Linked DNA regions of Mus musculus: region 2 is linked to region 1. Evidence: chromatin contacts called from public Micro-C data. All regions are on one chromosome and are shown on one strand. The core of a region is the stretch at or near the end of the contact, and the rest is flanking DNA. Distances in the headings are between cores, read along the strand shown. Region 1 has its middle 78 kb from the start of 4930534H03Rik. Region 2 has its middle 160 kb from the start of Gm31592.

The links. Hi-C and Micro-C count contacts between places; a contact is called where the count stands out from the background.
Region 2: a contact with region 1 is called in a Micro-C map of the AtT-20 cell line, with 3 times the contacts expected there. The contact joins two enhancer-like sites. A contact is called at or near these places in 7 of 484 Hi-C or Micro-C datasets (the AtT-20 cell line, cerebellar granule neurons, embryonic fibroblasts and 3 more) and 1 of 9 other capture datasets (embryonic stem cells).

The regions. Positions count from the first base shown.
Region 1 is chr10:91,296,152-91,301,048 of GRCm38.p6, forward strand. No RefSeq gene overlaps it. Among named protein-coding and RNA genes, the nearest start is that of 4930534H03Rik, 78 kb to the left of the region's middle. Within about 2 kb of position 1,875, at least 4 of the 459 cell types and tissues checked have an H3K27ac peak or open chromatin away from gene starts, as enhancers often do. A contact at or near this core is called in the AtT-20 cell line, where this site is marked.
Region 2 is chr10:91,730,295-91,735,191 of GRCm38.p6, forward strand. No RefSeq gene overlaps it. Among named protein-coding and RNA genes, the nearest start is that of Gm31592, 160 kb to the right of the region's middle. Within about 2 kb of position 2,462, at least 6 of the 459 cell types and tissues checked have an H3K27ac peak or open chromatin away from gene starts, as enhancers often do. A contact at or near this core is called in the AtT-20 cell line, where this site is marked.

The DNA.
Region 1 (4,897 bases), core at 625-3,124:
GGGTGAGACGGGACGACGACGACGACAGTTCTAAGGTTCTATCAGGTGGACATGACCTACAAGGGCTGGCGGACGGATGAAGGTCACAAAATCAGGTTCGGCCTCTGATTCAGGAGCCGGGAAGGCGATGGAAGTGTATCCCTCCTGAGGGTGTGAGTCCAAGCTTAGGAATTTATCAACGTGTGTCTGGGATCGGATGCAATGAGCCTCTTCCATTTTCTCATGAAACAAAAAACTAGTTTCTGATTAAAGCTGGCTGGGACTTCCTGAGATACGGAAATTAATTCATCTGGAGATGGTGGGGGTATCCTGTCTTTGTCTGGCTTAACAGATAAATAGTCTCATTTGCATGTGGGGATCATGTGTACTCCCCGACTGGTGAGAGAGCAGTGACGGTGACATTGAATTTGCATATCCCCCCTTCACTGATGTTGGCAGGGCTCCTTTGAAGGTGTCCTGGATTCTGGATCTATCCTCCCCTGTTCTTGTTGGAGGTCCTTTTGCTCTGTGCCTCCTCAGGTCACATTCAGACGCTGGTGTGGCAAAACCACAGTGGTTTGAGATGAGGAGGCTTATTTCATTTTTTTGCATGACACAGCCTTCACATAGCAAGGGGAAAATCACTCCGTGCTGCTTTCTCTCAAGCATCCCTCCATCATTTAGAGTTGATGCTGATTTTTTTTTGCATAAAGCTCACTGTGGCAAGTGTTTTAGACTTTGTCTCCTTTATTTTCTCACTACTCAGTTGTGCCCTTTTAGTTCAGGAACACCCATGGTCAGTGTGTAAAGGACCAATCATGGATGGGTGAAACTTTATTTGCTAGAACTGTCGGTTGGTGAGGAGGAGAAGAGAATCTGGCGAGTTAAGCTTTCATTACTGTATCCTAATTACACAAAATAGAGGATTTCATGATGACATTTTCATACGTTTGTATAATGTGCTTTGATTACATCTACCCTTCCATCACCTTCCTGAATCCTTCCTTCCCCCACCCCCAGGACTCCTTCTCAACTCAAACACCTCCTCCCACTCTTAGGCTTGCTTTAAAACATTCACGGTCTTCTGTTCATGAGAGAAAGCAAGTAGTGTTGGTCTTTCCAAGTCTTGCTTCACCTTCAGCCCCATATATTTTCCTAAATGAAATAATGTCATTCTTCATGACTGAACGTAACTCCACTGTCTATAGATTATTCATTTCTATATGAATTCATCTGCTGATGAAAACCAAGGCTGACTCCATTTTCTGGCTCTTGTGAATAGGTTTTCATTCCCTCCCTCCCTCCCTCCCTCCCTCCCTCCCTTCCTTCCTTCCTTCCTTCCTTCCTTCCTTCCTTCCTTCCTTCCCACCATGTAGAAGCCGTTTATCTAGATCAACTTTCCATCCCTTCAAGCACCCATTTGTTGGGATCTATACATTTTACAATTTGGTGGCTTGGCAGGCTGAGTGAGAAGGGTCTAACCTCGGGAGCTGTTGTAAATATCAAGTGTGTGACATCATTTTCTTTAAGCCACCGTGGCTCTGTTTGAATTCCTGCACCCGTATGGTGAAATTAAATTTGTCTGTCTACCTTAGTTCTCTGGTTAGACTTCTGAGTGCAGACAGCCTTAGGCTGCCATCCTCAGATTTTTAACAAATGTATAGTCGCGGAAGTCCTGAGCCTTTTATCCTTTACTGTGAGGGCCTGGGTCTTTCAGATCACTTTAGGTATGTGTGACCTCCTTTTGTATTCTCAGACGGTGTATACAGTCAGAATCTCCCCTATACAGGGCCGGGAGAGTCTGCTTTTGCTATTTAGCAGCCATAGGATTCTCTTAAGCTATGCAAAATAAGAGACTTTATTTCATCCACTAGAGGGCGCTGTGCACCAAGGGTAGCCAGTTCCATCCTTTCTGTTAGAGGGATGAATTAAGGATTAATGAAACCCATATTCAAACCTTGAAACTATATCACCTATCATAAACCACAAACCAAAACACCACACTAGCAATGTACTTTATAAAAGGAAGAAATGCAATTTATTAGCAACTTGCACACTCCAGAAGGTACAGGCCTTCTCATTAAATCAACCGAACGTTTCTTTTCCTTTCTCACAAACCCAGGCTGTCTGAATGAAGGTTGTCTCAGTGTGAGCTGCTTAGCCGAAGTCCTTAGGATCTTTGCGGGATGGGGTGGGAGTGGGGGTGGGGGATGACAGCTTCAAGTTTGGTTCTGTTAAAAACAGAGCCCTTTGCTAAAAACAGAAGCCTTTGGAAAGCACCTTCTCCCACAGGAAAATGACTTAACACTTTAGAGAAACTTACAATTAATATAAAAAATACAACTGTCCCCTAAGTGTTCAAATAGATGATGCCAATAGCTAACAGGGAAGACTGAACATGAACTTTGAGGCATATGAACTTTTTCTTGCTGCTACCGATTTTTAAAAGCTTTTCATTACTATAACCACACGTCTATATCTCTGTGCTTTGAAGGAAAACATTCAAATTCTCTTCCCTTTCCTTCCTTCCCTTCCCTTCCCTTCCCTTCTCTCCCCTCCCCTCTCTTTCTTTCTTCTCTTCTCTCCCCTCCCCTCTCTTTCTCTTCTCTTCTCTTCTCTTCTCTTCTCTTCTCTTCTCTTCTCTTCTCTTCTCTTCTCTCCCCTCCCCTCTCTTTCTTTCTTCTCTTCTCTTCCCTCCCCTCTCTTTCTCTTCTCTTCTCTTCTCTTCTCTTCTCTTCTCTTCTCTTCTCTTCTCTTCTCTTCTCTTCTCTTCTCTTCTCTTCTCCCCTCCCCTCCCCTCCCCTCCCCTTCCCCTTCCCCTTCCCCTTCCCCTTCCCCTTCCCCTCCCCTCCCCTCCCCTCCCCTCCCCTCCCCTCTCTTGCTCTTTCATCTTTTCCCCTTTACCGTCACCCCTCTCCAAATTCTACTTAGCTGCTAAGCCTTCCCTTGAATTCTGACTGCCCATAAGGTTCGTGCCCTCTGCTCCATGGTTTTCTTGCCTGTCATGGAGTGCCTGTCTCTGAGGCTGTTATGAAGTTTTTACAGCATTCTTTTTTCTTTTTTCTGTAACTTTCAACTTTGCAGATTGTTTTCTCTCCCTTCCCTTCCCCTTTCCTTTCTTTGTGAGTCTGATGATTGCATCTAGCACTTCACAGCACAGCCAAATGAACACCCCTTGCCAGTCACATAGGACACAAGGCTTCTCTTGAATCTTAGCTTGTGCTGTCCAAGAGTCATCCAACCAGGCACTCACGGAACCACCCCTTCTCTACCTTATGCCCGGTTCCCTTGCAACCCTCTCATGTTGCTGCCATATAAGAAAACACATTTAATTTCAGACAGACTAGTTATTAAACGTAAGATATTAAGGACATTAAAGGCAATTCTCTGGTGTTATTTTTTCCACCCTGGAGTTCACATACCTTTTCCTGATGAATCTTTTTGTCATTACCAGGACCACTCATCTATTCTTAATGGCCTAGCAAACCTCATCATAGGCCTTCTCCTGAAATGTTGCTCTCTGGAATTTTATCTCCTTTATTAGGTTAAGTTGTTGCATTGAATCTGGTGAACAGATTTAAAGTTGGGGCAGCAGTAGAGCAGATGCTACTGACTGGTCACCCCCAAGGTGACCAGGCCAAGCTTTTATGGAAACTGTGTTATTTAGACCGTATTTCGATTTTAGACTCTTATCTCCACTAAAAATTACATTTATTTCTTTCTTTATTTATTTGGTGTGTGCATATGTGTTGGCACGTGCATACCGTGACATGCATGTGGGAATCAGAGGACCGCTTTCAACAATCTGTTCTCTCCTACCATGTGGGGCACGGGATTGAGTTTAGCTAATTAGGCTTAGTGGTAAGTGCCTTTACCCACTGACCCATTTGCTGTATGTCTATGCTATACACAAGGGAACTGAGAGCTAAAAGGAAGTCAAGAAACGTGATGTAATTGGCCCAGCTAGCCAATGGCAAGAGGAGAGGGGAGGACACGGAGTACACTGGCTTCAGGACTGCTCCCATCTTCCAGAAATGTGCTCTCCTGGTGAGAATTTGAGTCTAAGAAAGGACAAAGGCCAGACCGTGTATGAAAATAGAGCTCTGACTCACAGTCTGGAGCAACCAGCCGGGAGAACAGAGCCATCATTTAGAGGAATCAGCAGAGGAAGTCAGCCTGCCGTCTCCTTTCAGGCTAGCAGGAAGTCAGGTCACTTCCTCTATCAGCTGCTCCAGGAAGGCAAACAATCATACGATTGGCCCCAAATGGCCGAGATTTGAGTACTGTCTGACAGCTTCCATAATTGTTGTCTGTACTTCCAGTTTAAGACCAACCAGGGAAAGTCAAATATATATCCCTAACTAGTCATGTAAGATACCATGATTCTAGTAAGCCTGCTTCAGCTTCCTTAGGCCAACAGACGTCCCGATGGGCAAGCATAGAGCTGTTTCTTTCCCCTCCATACAATGTTCCTTCTCTCCTGCCTACCTCTGAGTTTTGCCAAATGCTGTGGCAGTGTCTGGCTTCTCTACTTAGTAACAACCTCTGAATAGAGTGTACACACCTTCATTTGGTTAGTCTTCATTTATTTCCTCACTGGACACCATATAATTGCTGAGGGCTGTGTTGAGTCTCTTATCTACTTTCCAGGTTGACTTACATGGATTCATATCTAGTTGTCTTTCTTTCTCCTCCTTCTCCTCTTCCTCCTTCTCTTCTTTTAAAAAATTGTCTAACTATTCAGATTGGCATTCATCTAAGGGATTTCAAGGATTTGAGCTTCATTAATTGATCAATTCTATTTCTGTAACTTTAATGATTGTGTTCCGATTTGCTATCACAGTGACCCATTCACCACTTACTGCAAATGTCCACTCTGGACATGCCTTTATCAGTACTTCTAGAAAGGGAGGAGTTT
Region 2 (4,897 bases), core at 1,212-3,711, 430 kb after region 1:
ACAGGCCTCTAAGAACAACCTTGATCACGATTTGGCTAGATTTACCCCGTTCCTCACAGCATCCCATGGCTGTGAGCAATGGGAAGGAGTTGCAAAATGTAAATTAATTTAGGGGCGAAGAAAGTTTAATTGGAATTATTTTTTTCAAGCAGGAGCATAAGGCATCATGCTCGCCTGCAACTCATTTACTGAGGAGAATTTAGAAGTTCATTTCTCCTTGTTCCCACCAGTTGTAATTGCTGCATAGTACAGTCAAATAGTTACATGTGACCTCAGATAAAGGGTGACCCCCTTTTCTGTCCCCCAAACATGCATGTACCCCAAAATCTACAAATAAGCTTTTCAGCTGTTTCTTTTGATATTTGCATCCATATTTCTGGATAGTTTGTTCATGTTATGACCTTCTGCTTATTTGTGTTTTGGGCACCTTCTGGAGAGAGTTTTATATGTCAGCCTAGCATTTCCTTGTCAGGCACACCCTCAAGAATAAAGGAAAGAAGACAGAGTGTTAATCCACATAAAGATTGAAGTTATATTTGCACAGGCGCTCTGAGGCAGATGGGCGAGGGAGAGAACATCTGGAGGAGACAAGGTAAGGGCAGTAGCCACATAGACAGGGGACACCTATTGTTACTTTGGAGTAAAGCATGCAGACCAATGCAACTTGCAGGGTCACTTAGCACCAAACGAAGCAGAAAGGAAAAAAGATCAATGAAACATCTAACCCTGGTGTGTTTGTTGTGAATATATATATATATATATATGTAGTAGCTTTCCAATGGAGTACTTTTGAAAATCAGTGATAAATGTGCTCAGAGTCACCATGTCATAGTTCTTGACCGAGTAGCCTATTACCAGAAAGGCATCCTAAGGAAATAGGACCAGAGAAGCAAAACATCCTCTGTGAATCAATAAGGTCATTGTAGCATTAGCTCTGCATAGGAAGGCATGAGGATGAAATATGAGGTGCTTAAATATAGTGCTTAATAAATTAATATCAATATGTAGATATTTATTCAGCTATTAGAAGTGATAAGTGCAGAAGATAAAAGCATGAAAAATATGGCTTTCTGGTAGCTGAAGAAAGCGAAGCCAAAACCGATTTGTATTGTTCCATGTCAGCCATAACAAATGAGTGCGTGTGCTCTTAGGCATGGCTACAGTGCTGAGAGCGTGGATATTTGAAGTAGGTGAACCAATTTGGGGCACTGTCTTTTGTTTATAAGCTCTGTTTCTTGAACTATCACAATAATACTCCTTCAAACCTTACTTAGTGCATCTATAAAACTGGAGGAAAATATCACCTTTTTAACATTGTCATAAACATTAGCAAAATATATAATCAGAGGCTAATACCCAACATTTTGCAGCAAGGACTCAACACACAGTAACACTATTGGTCATATATAGATCAGAACTAGAAGGTGATACCCAGAGATATAAGAGAACAAACTCAGGAGGATGAAATTATTATGGGTGATGCTTTCCATTATATATATATATATATATATATATATATATATGCATTCCATGTGTAATCTTATTGTATATACATTTTTTAAGGAGGAAAACATAAAAACATAACGCCACAATTCCACCCTTTAGCTTATTTTAGCTCCCCCAGTTACATAGCTAGCTGGCTAGAATAAGTGTTTGCATTCAGTGCAGTTGTACAGAGCAGACCATTTTTAGTTAAGGCTCATGTCTGTAAAGGTACCATGAAGGCGTAAGCCTGGGGTGAAGAGAAAGCAAGGTTAGGAGCCTTGCTTGCTCATACATTTCTCCTCTTTTTATTGCCCTTGGCTCTCCCAGCTCTTTGTTCTCTCCTGGACAGTTGCTGCTGGAACTGGTACATTCCCGCTAAATGGCACTTTAACCCTGCTATTCCCACGACTTAATGCTATCTCTTTAATGGACATTTGCATGGCAGATGGCGCAAATGGCCTAGCAAATATATACTGGGTCAACTTTAAAGAACTGCCAGATTGATGGCTTTGTTGGCTGTGTGCCTCCAAGCAGACACACGACTGGAAATTGCACAGGAGCTCAAATTTTCGGAACAAGTTGTGGGCTCTCCCCCCATCTCCCACACTTGCTATGAGGGATCAGAAGGACAGGTGAGGACAGGGCTAGTGTGGTTGGCTTCACTTTTAAATAGACGTTCATGTGGGCAGATGGGTTGGCACACGGTGTGAGAAGTGGGAACGCAACCTTTCTACTCCTAATCCTGTTTGCATTAGATTTGCCCAGGAATGGAAGCCAAAATGTTAACCTGTTCAGTCCCAGAATGTTCCCTGGACTATAAAGGTGATCATCTTTCAATGAGTGTCATGAGCGCTGATTGAGAAGAGTTGCAGAACTTTTCCCGTATTTGTCCAGGAAGACTGGCTGGTTTACTTAGTCTTTCTTAGTATTTAACAACTTTCATGGAAATGCTGACTGTTGATTTAGCTTCTGTCTCTCCTTTGTCCCTGTGGCTTTCATCTCTGTAGCACACTTCTGACTGAGGTCTTTCCAGATAGACTGTAAGCTCCGAGGACGGGGGGCAAATCTATAGATACTTGCATCCTTATGATACTCAACAGAATCTTTTCCCTGTCTTCCTTATTGGTAACTACCAAGATCACCAAACAGGTACAACTTGCCCAGTTCATAATGCTATGGTAAGAGCCTGTCTTGCCCTGTGAGGCTCCCCCTACCCTAGCCCACATATGGTTATAGACTTATATTACAGTGAAGAGTGCCAAGGTTTAATGAACTTATAGGTGACTCTGAATATCACATCATGCTAATAAACATCTCTAGGAACATTTCCCTGCCCTGCACCTTCTGAATGATATTCCTCTAAATGGTCACCTTGGAATGTCCTACTCTGAGTCCACTTACAGATTCTGAGTGAGTTTCCTCCACAGAAAAGTCCCAGTTCCTGTTCTTACGAAGAAAGATTACAATGGACAGTTCTGTCCTTGGAGCTCGAAGATTGTGAAGGAAGAACTCTTTGCAAGGAAGGGTAGAGCTGAAGTCTGGAAATATGAACCTGGGACTAGGGATTACTTCAGTGGTAAGGTACTTGTTTAGTATATGCAAGGTTCAATCCCCAGTGTGGGAGCCGGGAGGTGACAAATCAGCTAGAAAATGTGAGCCTAGAGATATGTACACCACAAATGCCAGATGATCTTCACAGTACCAGATGAGGCTAGGACCAGAAGAAAAGGTGGGTCTGTAGCAGGCCAGATGCTAATGTGTCCTGTGCAGCCATGTTTAAGAACAGCCCTCTGATGTGCCTTGGGGTTCGAAATGTAAACATAGCCTTCAATTTACTGGACTAATGGTCCAGAGACTATAAAATCATGCTTATTTTTCAAAGTCCATACAATTGTTAAAACCCTGGACAATTAGGAGGTAGGCTTCTATTTATAGTCTCAGTCTTGAGTCCTGAAAATGTTGAAGGTGGGCTAATATCTATATATTCAACTTGTTTGTAGGATAGAGTTGGGACCAAAAGATGGTATCAACCCCCACATTTCTGTTGTCTGATTGAACCTTCCTATAGACAGATACCTTTAAGTATGATAATTGCCCATTAAGAAAGGTGGCAAATTCAGTCTCTGTTTGCCTTACTGGGGATACTTTTCTTAAGTAAACCCCAAACCACCTTGTGTCAGTCTCCTTACTCAACCCATATTGGAAGCCCTCCTGAAGTTAGGGAAGGCTCTGAATTACAGTCATTTTTAATATGACATAATTTCATTACATGTTATCCCCAAGCTGATGAGCAACTGAGTATTGCTAAGTTGAGGTCCTCTGGGCTTCCTTTCGTGAGAAGATAATTAGCTCATTAATGCTTCTGAGTGAAATGAAACAAAAAGCCCTTAAAGCCCTTGAAAATGATGTTTTCTACAAGAGGCTAATGTCTCCTATGCATTCTCATATACAGCTGGCTCATTCCCGTCATTTTGGTCTCAGATTTCACGAAGATGAACTTTAGCCTAGTCTAGATCAGAATGCATGGGACCCAACTTGCTAGGCTTGACAGACAGCGTTGATCTCTCTTTGTGGACACATCAGGTAAGATTCCCGACCTGGTATCCAAGTGTCCAGTCTCTCCTCCACAATACCTTGAGGACAGAGCAGTCATCAAGATAACGATTATTACAACTTATAGAAAACATTTCATTGTCTCTTTTCAAATGATTTTCGTAATCCCGCTATAAGCAGGAAGAAATTAAATTCAAAGGGAAAACAAGAGCTTTAGAGACCATCTGCTCAGATTTTCAAATTTGAATTTTATACATAAGAGCACATTAGCTGTGGGGAAAATGTGATCACATTTTTTTCTAAAGCTGTTTGAGCAATGAAGAAATGTCCCTCTTTGGGCTTTCTGCATGGAGGTAAAAGGCGCCATTTTGCTGAGGAAAATGAAATGGCTTCGGTATGGGGGAAATTTGCTATTCACCATCTTATATTTATGGAATGCTGAACTTACACAGCTCTTCATAAAATATGAAATAACAGCACAGGCCTCAGGAGTTCGTGAGGCATGTTAGACAAACACTGTTCCTGGGCACCTCGGAAAGAAAGCAGAGGCCATGACAGCCTGCAGGTGGCGGTGAATGACAATATGGAGAAGGGTAGGCTCCCTGGTGGCAGAGGGCGACCAAGAAGAAGGAACAGGTAGGGAAGGAAACTGCAACCGTTTCTAATTCTGACTCTCAACACTGAGTCCGATCCATGCATGGACTGTGCACCTCTAGGAATCTATTTTCTTGTCTGGGGATAGAGAAGAATGCAGTAGTGTCAATAAGAGAAGCCGAGGGCCGAATAGAGCAGAGAAGAAAGTCGACAGCAGTAAGACACACACTGGCCGCTGACCCCCAACCAGCCACAGTTGGTGACT